Regions from separate parts of the Mus musculus genome. Here all the other regions are linked to region 3. Evidence: chromatin contacts called from public HiChIP or PLAC-seq data. All regions are on one chromosome and are shown on one strand. The core of a region is the stretch at or near the end of the contact, and the rest is flanking DNA. Distances in the headings are between cores, read along the strand shown.

What was found. HiChIP or PLAC-seq counts read pairs in DNA pulled down with a chosen protein or histone mark.
Region 1: a contact with region 3 is called in a CTCF HiChIP or PLAC-seq map of the NIH/3T3 cell line, with 9 read pairs. The contact joins two enhancer-like sites. A contact is called at or near these places in 3 of 15 datasets of contacts at CTCF or cohesin (the NIH/3T3 cell line and large pre-B cells), 14 of 484 Hi-C or Micro-C datasets (the 3T3-L1 cell line, 3T3-L1-derived adipocytes, the 63-12 cell line and 11 more), 3 of 115 datasets of contacts at active chromatin or transcription factors (the NIH/3T3 cell line, double positive thymocytes and embryonic fibroblasts) and 1 of 9 other capture datasets (embryonic stem cells).
Region 2: a contact with region 3 is called in an H3K27ac HiChIP or PLAC-seq map of embryonic fibroblasts, with 5 times the contacts expected there. The contact joins two enhancer-like sites. A contact is called at or near these places in 7 of 39 promoter capture datasets (the C10 cell line, cranial neural crest, frontonasal cranial neural crest and 4 more), 1 of 15 datasets of contacts at CTCF or cohesin (the NIH/3T3 cell line), 1 of 484 Hi-C or Micro-C datasets (trophoblast stem cells), 4 of 115 datasets of contacts at active chromatin or transcription factors (the NIH/3T3 cell line, embryonic fibroblasts, fibro-adipogenic progenitors and 1 more) and 1 of 9 other capture datasets (embryonic stem cells).

Annotation. Positions count from the first base shown.
Region 1 is chr7:84,354,492-84,357,514 of GRCm38.p6, reverse strand. It overlaps Arnt2 (aryl hydrocarbon receptor nuclear translocator 2), which reads left to right. Exons shown (of 19, transcript NM_007488.3): 3 at 2,948-2,995. Among named protein-coding and RNA genes, the nearest start is that of Gm30873, 19 kb to the right of the region's middle. Within about 2 kb of position 1,689, at least 26 of the 459 cell types and tissues checked have an H3K27ac peak or open chromatin away from gene starts, as enhancers often do. A contact at or near this core is called in the NIH/3T3 cell line, where this site is marked.
Region 2 is chr7:84,328,136-84,330,998 of GRCm38.p6, reverse strand. The region is part of intron 5 of Arnt2 (aryl hydrocarbon receptor nuclear translocator 2); the gene reads left to right. Among named protein-coding and RNA genes, the nearest start is that of Gm25790, 6.2 kb to the right of the region's middle. Within about 2 kb of position 1,493, at least 46 of the 459 cell types and tissues checked have an H3K27ac peak or open chromatin away from gene starts, as enhancers often do. A contact at or near this core is called in the NIH/3T3 cell line and embryonic fibroblasts, where this site is marked.
Region 3 is chr7:83,938,128-83,940,898 of GRCm38.p6, reverse strand. All of the region lies in intron 27 of Cemip (cell migration inducing protein, hyaluronan binding), which reads left to right. Among named protein-coding and RNA genes, the nearest start is that of Gm30440, 31 kb to the left of the region's middle. Within about 2 kb of position 1,393, at least 27 of the 459 cell types and tissues checked have an H3K27ac peak or open chromatin away from gene starts, as enhancers often do. A contact at or near this core is called in the NIH/3T3 cell line and embryonic fibroblasts, where this site is marked.

The sequences.
Region 1 (3,023 bases), core at 440-2,939, 420 kb before region 3:
TAGCGGTCTGTGTGTGTGTGTGTGGCATTGCTGAGGGACTAGTGAAACTGAGTGGCTCTAAATACTCATATGGGGCTTCTGATTTATCTCCTAGACTGGACCCACTTTATTTGCCTTTCAAACTATTAACAGGATTGCTGTCTAAGTGTGAGTTGACGCTCACACAAGTGGCAGGGGTAGTTTCTCTCTATGCTGTATGTATGTGATTGCATACATACTCGTGGGTGGGAAGGTACTGTTTCTCTCCATTCTACATGTGTATGATTGTATACACACTTATAGGTGTTGGGTATAGCTTCTCTCCATGTTACACAGTATGATTGCACACGTTCTCAGGTAGGAGCCATAGTTTCTTGGTCTTTAATTTTTCATATACAAGTCATGACTCCAGGTTTCCAATGAACTCCAGTAGACTCAGGATCTAGACCACCCTTTTCTTTCACCTGATGCTGGCCTGATCCGAAGCTTGCCTAGCAGGGCTGGAACCCTTTACTACACCACTCAGTTCTTCCTATATCTATTCTGTAGGGTATTGAGTAAAGAAAACTCTGTCAAAATGAGGATGACAAACTATCCTGACTTGCTTGTGACTGTTTCAGCACCAAAGTCCTGGAGTCCAAGAAGACCTGCCCTTGGTCACTCCAAGCATCTCATTGATCTTTAGGCCTGGATTGAGGGCCAACTAGTCAGTTATGTTTTGTAGGAGTTTGCTTATTTATTATAATCCTATCAAAGGCCCTTGAGATGGCTCAGTGGTATGGGCACTTGCTGCCATGCCTAATGACCTAAGTTACATAACCATATCCACAGATAGAAGGAGAAAGCCTAATCTCTCACATGTCCTCTATCTCCACAGGCAAACGCAAGAGTGGAAGAGCTTGCTCTTTCTCGAGCGTGCTCTGCTCTCTCTCTCTCTCTCTCTCTCTCTCTCTCTCTCTCTCTCTCTCTCAATGTTACAGAAGCTGTGATATCAAATTGAACTGAATGGGATTTTAAAAATAACTGTGTATATTACACCTATTTACGGTTTTGATGAATCCAGGCACAAATCATTTGGAATTTTGAAAACGTAGGTAGTTTATGAAGGCAGAAAAGGTGATCTTTCCCTTTACAAGCACTAGGTGGCAGTGTGGCTCTGCAAAAATGCAACTGACCTCAGTTAAACATTTTTGGTGGTTATTTTCCACAGGCAATTTCCAGGAAGGTGAGATGATAGCTTAGTAATTATACAGGATATTAATGAGCTTTCTTTATTTAGAATTCCCACATTCAGCTCCATTTGTCCTGTAGACAGCTCTGGCCCAGGGCTGAACTTCCAAAGCCATGCTGTGGAGAGCGATACATGGTCATCTCGCGGGTGACATGCATGTGGTCTTCTGTCTTTTCCCTTCATCCTGTCCATCTCCGTTCCTCTTTGTACAGAGGAATTTCTTTCATCACAACTGCCATTTTTGTTGTGAGGACAGTTGGGTTTTGAGGACCAAGGATCTAAGTGGATGAGGGATCCCGTCAGGGAATTCTGGACATGTCAACTCAGGCTGCACTGCATATAATCCAGAGCAAAGACATGCAAAAGCTGTCCTCATTCCCTTCATTTTGCCGTATCTGATCCTAGTTCCTAGGTCCCTCGAGTTCTTGCTTAGCCACACATCTCACTGGGGCTCATCTTGAGGTATGTGGACAAGTATGCTCTTTATGTGTAACATGACTGCCTCCTGGTGGCCTGGGTGCCCCATGCATTTCCTGGGTCACTTATTCAATCCCTCAAAGACTAGGAAATGAAGTTCACCCTCCCTATGAGGGACCAGAAGGTGTGGCCTCTGTAACTGTGGTCTTCTGGCACATACTTCATTCTCTGCTTGTTTATTGTTTGAGCCGAATCTCACTGGGTATTCTCCATTCTCATAATAAACTGCTAAAACATGGAATTCCTCAGACCTCCAGTCAGGCAGCCAGCCTCTCTCCTGCTTGGATCATGAGACTATATCTCACCAAATCCTTCAGGCCTACTAAAAACAAGCAGGGTGATATAGGGTCTGCAGATGGATGCCACACTCAAGAGCCATGCTGACTGCTCATTTCCTACCGCAGAAACTCTGGGTGCACTTGATCATGGTTATGTTCCCCTCTGCCCTAACATCTTCCAACCTGTGTGTGCTGACATCAGAAGCACTTGGGCCTTTAAGAAGGATCATTTGGAGTGTTAGTTCAGTAAGAATTCACCAAAACATTGATATTAACAAGGGGAGGCCCAGCAGAGAAGAATCTCAAGAGTAATTCTGTGAGCTTCAACGAGCAGACAACCAGCTTCAGTGATTTTGGTATCAAAGGCCCATTTCCTCCTCAACAGCCTGTTTGATCCTGGGTGTAACAGGCTGGTTTTCTTGAAGGACCTTTGCCCTGAGGTTGGTAGAGACTCACCAAGTCACAAGCAGTATTCTCAGACAGCTTCACTGTCCCCTGATATTATGTCATCGCCCTTTGAACTTACTGTCTTCCAAATCCCTTGAGCAATATACCATAAAAGTAAGAAATTAAGTGCTGGTATAGAATACATGATGTGGATGGACCCACATACTCCAGGGATGATGGCAGACAAGAAACATTGATGCCTTCACACAACATGGCCTGAGTCATCCATTGGTGACCTGAGAAGCGTCAAAGGGGGACAAGTTGACACTTGAGTATTCCTATTTCTGACCAGAGAACTAATAGTGAGTGTACTGGAGACCTTTTGTTTGTAATTTTTTTCTCTTGAGACTCTGCGGATACTGTTTAGCATGGCCAAAGGTCGGAAGCATTGAGCAGCGATGTGATGGGGTGAAAATTGGAAGCATTGCATAGCGATGTGATGGGGTGAAGACTCCCCTGCGTTCACAGCTCATGTAACCAATTAGAGTCCTCTGAGAGTTATAACTAGTTCTTACCTGTGCCTTTGACTTTCCAGAATGGACTTCGATGACGAAGATGGTGAAGGTCCCAGTAAATTCTCAAGGTGAGTTTATTTTACCTTTCTTAAGCCA
Region 2 (2,863 bases), core at 244-2,743, 390 kb before region 3:
ACTACCTTTGCACATAGTTTGTGTGTGTGGCATCTGTCTCATGTGCTCTCCCTTCTCATTATCCTTGACAACTGAAGTTAGAAGAGTTGGCCTTTGGCTCTTTCTAGGTATCTCAGGAGCCCATGTCCCTTATGGCTCCCCAATACTTGAGAGCTATCATTTGGAGGAATTCGATGACCTCAGAGGAAGAGTGGCTCCACTTCCTTACACACATGCCCCATCTTTTCCTTTCTCTCCTGTACTGAGTATTCCTTCTTCCTCTATTCATGCAACCTACATTTCTAATGTTTAACAAGATTGACCTTTTTTTTAAGTTCTGGGGGCAAGTGTCTAGGGGCTTCAGTGACAGACAGGTGTATACGTTGGTCCAGGTCCCTTTCAGGGGACAGGCTCCTCATCCACTCCTCTTACTTGAGCCCTGCCCTCAGACACGACTCAGAGAACCTTTCCTCCTTACCTTATCAACTCAGCTGGCAAACCTAGGCCTCTGCTTCCCGACTCCCTTTTTTCCTTCTCCTGTTTGGAGTGTAAGGTTAGACTCCTTTACTTCCTTCCCTGGCATGCAATTCCTTCATAGAGTCACCTGTGAGCCTCTGAGGTCAGTCAGATTAGGGACCACAGTGGGGATGCTCAAATGCCCTACAAGGAGGTCTGTAGTCTGCACACATCCTCCCTTTACTCTACATCACCTATAGGTGGTTTATTAAATCCAATACAATATAAATGCAATGTGAGTATGGATCATAAATGTCCCTCAAATGTGCATGTGTTAAAGCTTACACTGCATGTTGGAAGTTCGTAGAACCTTTAAGACTGGGGGCCCAGTGGGAAGTCTTAAGAATACTGTGGATGGAAAGTCTTTATTTTCTTAACTACTAAGTGAATGGGTTCTTCAACATGCACTCCTGCTATGATGGACTGCCACAGAACCAAACACAGGGCGGAGAGAAAGAAAACCCAAACGATGAACTTAAACAATTCCATCTTCTTATAAGTTGAAGAATTCCAGCGTATTTGTTATAATGACAGAAAACAGACTGACATACTCTGTAAACAGTAACTATGCTGTGTTGTTTAGAGGTAATGGTAGGAAAATTAAGTGTGCCCATGACCAGTGCAGATGCATTTCTTTGAGTATCTTTGACCTGTGATGCATAGAATCTGCAGATGTGAAATGCATGAACATAGAGAGGTTGCCAACTATATTTGTCAAACCACACTGAAGCTCATTCCTATACCCATTCCATCCCAGGTACACTTTTTTTCCCAGAAATTCTTTAGTCTCTGTCTGATCTAATTACCTCCCACTGTTCTTCTTCATGGGTGTAGGTTTTCCTGGTATTTTGATATTTTTAATCATGTCATTAGCAAATCATGAAGGAAAGAAGTCCAGACCTGAAGTTGCCTTTTCAAATGCCTTAGCAGTCTGCCCTCCTGCCGTCCATCAGCCTGACTGTCTTCAGCCCTGGATGAACAATCATTTACCCTTGAAATGAAAACCCTCAGGCTCACATTTCTGGCATTTTTGTAGCATGATCCCCCAAGAGGAATGTATTTCTTTAACTCACACTCCAAGATATTCTAAACAGGATGAGGAATTTGTTCTCTTGTCTAAAGATTAAATAGCAGAAGAGGTGCCAGCCATGGGGGAACTGTGAGGTGATGATTTTATAATGAGTAGCAGAGCAGCAGGCTGCAGCAGGAGGCACCCCTCTAATTCCACATTATGCTTGGAATTCAAATGCAGGAAAGAGTTATGGGGCTCTGCTGAGAGTTGAGGGGCTCAGCTGCTGAGGTGGTAAAGGTGGCATGGTCTGTTCCCTTGGTGCTCCCAGCCCCTTGGTAGAGATGTCCCCAAAGTCTAGCCTGTACTTTGCTTATGGGATGATTGCTCTCTGATGCTCTTTGCAGACTGCCACTGCTCTCTTTTGCCATCTACTGCCTGCTTCTTGCTAATTAACACCTCATTAGCGCCTTTCCCAGATGGAGGGTGAGGGACAGAGGGCAGACAATACAAACCAAACTGCTTGGCAGGAAAGCTCCTTTTGAGTGTCAGTGGGACAGGGGCCATCACTGGCTGTTTGCCAGTCCTGATCAACCTCACCAGAGCTTCTTTCTTTGGTTACTCCATTGTTACAGACTGGAGTCTAAGCCAGACCTCAGCACCATATCCTGTGATCATCAAGAGAAGGATGAGCAGTGTGGTTCTCCACCAACCTGTTCCTAATATGGACCACAGTTCTACCTGTCAACCGTAATGGTGCATTGCTCGCTGAGAGGATAGGACTATGGCTACCAGTCATCCCTTCTCCCCAGCAGCCATTTCTTATAGATTGGATATGAATGCTCAAGTTACAAAGTTTTGCTTCTAAAACATACCTCATACATATATGTTAAAGGGCAAATCATGTTAACTTCCCCAGGAAGTTCAGAGATTTTACTCTGGTCTTATGCTCTGGCCTTTGCAAGGCAAACTCACTATCTATTGTCAACAATGTGAAGGTGTGAATGGGGCAATAAGAAGCACATGCCTGGGACAGGGGAAGAGGGAGGAGAAAGAGAGGTAGGGAAGGGGGTGTGTTTCTGTGTGTAGCTCTGACCATCCTGAAACTGGATCTGTTGACGAACAGGCTACTCTCAGATTTGAAGATCTGCCTGTGTCTGCCTCCTGAATGCTCGCATCAAAGGCATGAGCCATCACTGCCTTCTCAGCTGATTTTACTTGATTTTCTCATCTCTATGAGGGAATACCTGACAGAAGCAGTGCAAAGGAAGAAAGGTTTACTTTGGTTCATGGGTTAAGGAGAGATATGGTTCGTCATAAAAGAAAGGTAGGAATGAGGAGTGCTGATGTTACCAGGTC
Region 3 (2,771 bases), core at 144-2,643:
GTGCTGTATCTGTTCTTCCCACACTCAGCTATATTTGCATGTATGTGTGTGGAAGTAAATGTGTACATGTGTACAGGGGTATGTATGCATGCTGGTGGAAGCCAGAAGACAAACAACCCTGGGTGTCATTCTTCAGGCACTTGTTTTTTGAGAAAAGGTCTCTCAGTGGCCTGGAAGTCATCAAGGCTGGCCAGCCTCAGGATCTGATGCTTGTCTCCACTACCCTGTTGTTGAGATTACAAACACAGGTGCATCCACCATACCTGGCTTTATTTTACGTTCTGGATTCTGGGTATCAAACTTGGGTCCTTGTGTTTGCAAGACAATAACCCCTTAATGACTGAGTGAGGACCCCAGCCCCACACTCTAGCTCTCAAGTGAAGATTCAAACAGAAGACTCTGACTTTCTAAGTTGGGAATGCACATTATTCATCTAGAGATCAGTGGGTTTCAGGCGCTTTTTGGCCATGGGCCATTTCTTGAAATGAAGCAGATCACAGAAGCTTAGAGTAAGAAATAGCTCCCAGAGTTCTGTTCGGAGTTGTGTGGAGTTCTTTACAGCCCTTGCACATCCCTAGGAGAAGTAAGGATGGTCTGAGTCAGACTTAGGCTGGCAGTGGATACACAGACAGGAATGGGTACCACTAACCCCTCCCTGGCCTCCTGGGAAGCAGCAATTGAGTGGGAGGGAGAGGTGCTTCTGTTCTGTGGTTCCAACCCAGCCTGGCCCTTATCCCTCCCTCCCCCATCCATCCACAGGACCACTACTGGCCATAGGATCCCAGCCACTCATACCTCAGACACTGTGGAGAGCTCTGGAAACCCCCTCTGACCTTCCACCTGTGGGAGATTATGTCAGGAGGCATAGGGACTAAATGGTCAAGAGGATAATGTGCCAGACAGAGAGTCTATAGCCTAAATCATACCAGGAAGCTATATGATAAGCAAGCCCATCTCCCTGTCCCTGATGCCACCCCGAGTATGTGACCTTCCTTTGAGTTCACTAGTTCAGCCATAGGCCTTCAGTGTTTCTTCTTGTCTGAACAGTGGGGAAATGTCCTCTTGGGAACAGAGCCTGGATCCACCCCAAGGATGTGTTAGCAATGAATCCTTTCTCATTAATGGGCCTCACCTTGCCAATCCCTTGGGCCTCCTCCTTTTAGTCTTCTTAAAGAGCCCAAGACAGCCTCCCCACACCCCTTGGATTGGTCCTTACTGTGCACTAGCCCTTTGCCTGCTGACAGCCTTCCTTCTGCTCCCTGTGGGACAAAATCGGGGGTAATAGCAAGTTTCAGAATCCCATACAGTTTTTCCATGTCTGGACTGTGGTCTGTGGTTACAGAATTCCACTGAGATGGGAGTTAGAAACCCCGTGCAGCTCCTGCCCTGTTTCTGTTCTGAGGGTGGTGCTCACTCCCCATGTCTGGCCCAGCATGAGTCTGCCACCACAAAGGCTGTTTTCTTAGCACTGGGGGCTAAAAGCAGCCCAAGGGAGGAAGAACAGACTTCCCAGCTCAACTTTTGCAAATTGGGTTCTTCTGGCTCCTGCCCCCTTCCCTCCTGAGCAACCACTCTAGGAAGCCCTCCCAGATAATGTGCCCTCCTGAGCAACCACTCTAGGAAGCCCTCCCAGATAATGTGTAGCTGCTCAGTCTCCCATTGACAAAATCAGGCAGGCAGATCTTGCCTAACCAGAGAGGGTGGTGACACATAACAGAGCCATTCTGGAAATGCAACAACTACACAGTGTCCTTCCCAGAATGCTCTCAAACTGTGCCTCACTCTTCCTGAAGCTGAAAGGATGTTGGGTGGCACAACGCTCAGTGCCTTCCACAGAAACCACTAAAATACACATATGGATTCCATGCTTCTTGCACATGTGGGATGAGAGCTCAGATCCCAGAACAAGTATAAAAAGCTAGCCAGGGGCCACACCTGTGCCTGTAGCCTGTGGGAGACAGAGACGGGGCACTGTGCAGGACTCCCAGCTTAGCAGAAGGTTCAGTGAGAGTCTCTGGATCAAGAGAATACCTCGGAGGGTGAAAGAGCAGGATGCCTAACATCCATCCTCAGGCCTCGACACACACACAACACCCAAAACACACAACACACAAAACACACAACACACAAAAAGGAAGACAGGAAGAGAAAAAGAAAGAGAGAGAATATGGGCCCCACTGGGAGCCTAATGCTGGGCATGGTCACTGTTCCTATGAAGTCAGATGTGGTCTTGTGGGAAGGAAGCTTATAGGTCAGAAGGCCTGCTGTGTGAAGGCTGCCCGGTCCTTATGAGCTCCCAAGTAGAGCCACTGCATCAGGTCTCCAAGTCTCCCTGCTGTCCAGCACTCGTGACGGCTTTGTCTTTTGATGGCTGCTACCTCCTCTTTCCTCCAGCCCCCAGTCTGATTCCTTCTTTGCTCCCTTCCAGCTGCCTTGTCTTTCTCCATCATCACCTTCCTATTGGCTTTTTATACCAAACAGTGTTGAAATGATCTGAATTAAGAAGTACATATTAGCTGGACAATGATAATGTAAGCCTGTAATACCAGCTTTCAGGAGGCAGAAACAGGTGGATCTCTGTCGCAGACCCTCTGGGTCCCTTTGTCTGCGTGGACGGGTCTCTGGGTATAGATGGCTGGAGTATACATAGCAGATCTCTATGAGTTTTGAGGGCATCCTGGTCTACATAGTAAATTCCAGGCCAGCCAGGGCTCATAGTGGCACCCTGTCTCAAAACAAAACAAAGAAAAAATCAGGAAGGGAGAAAGGAA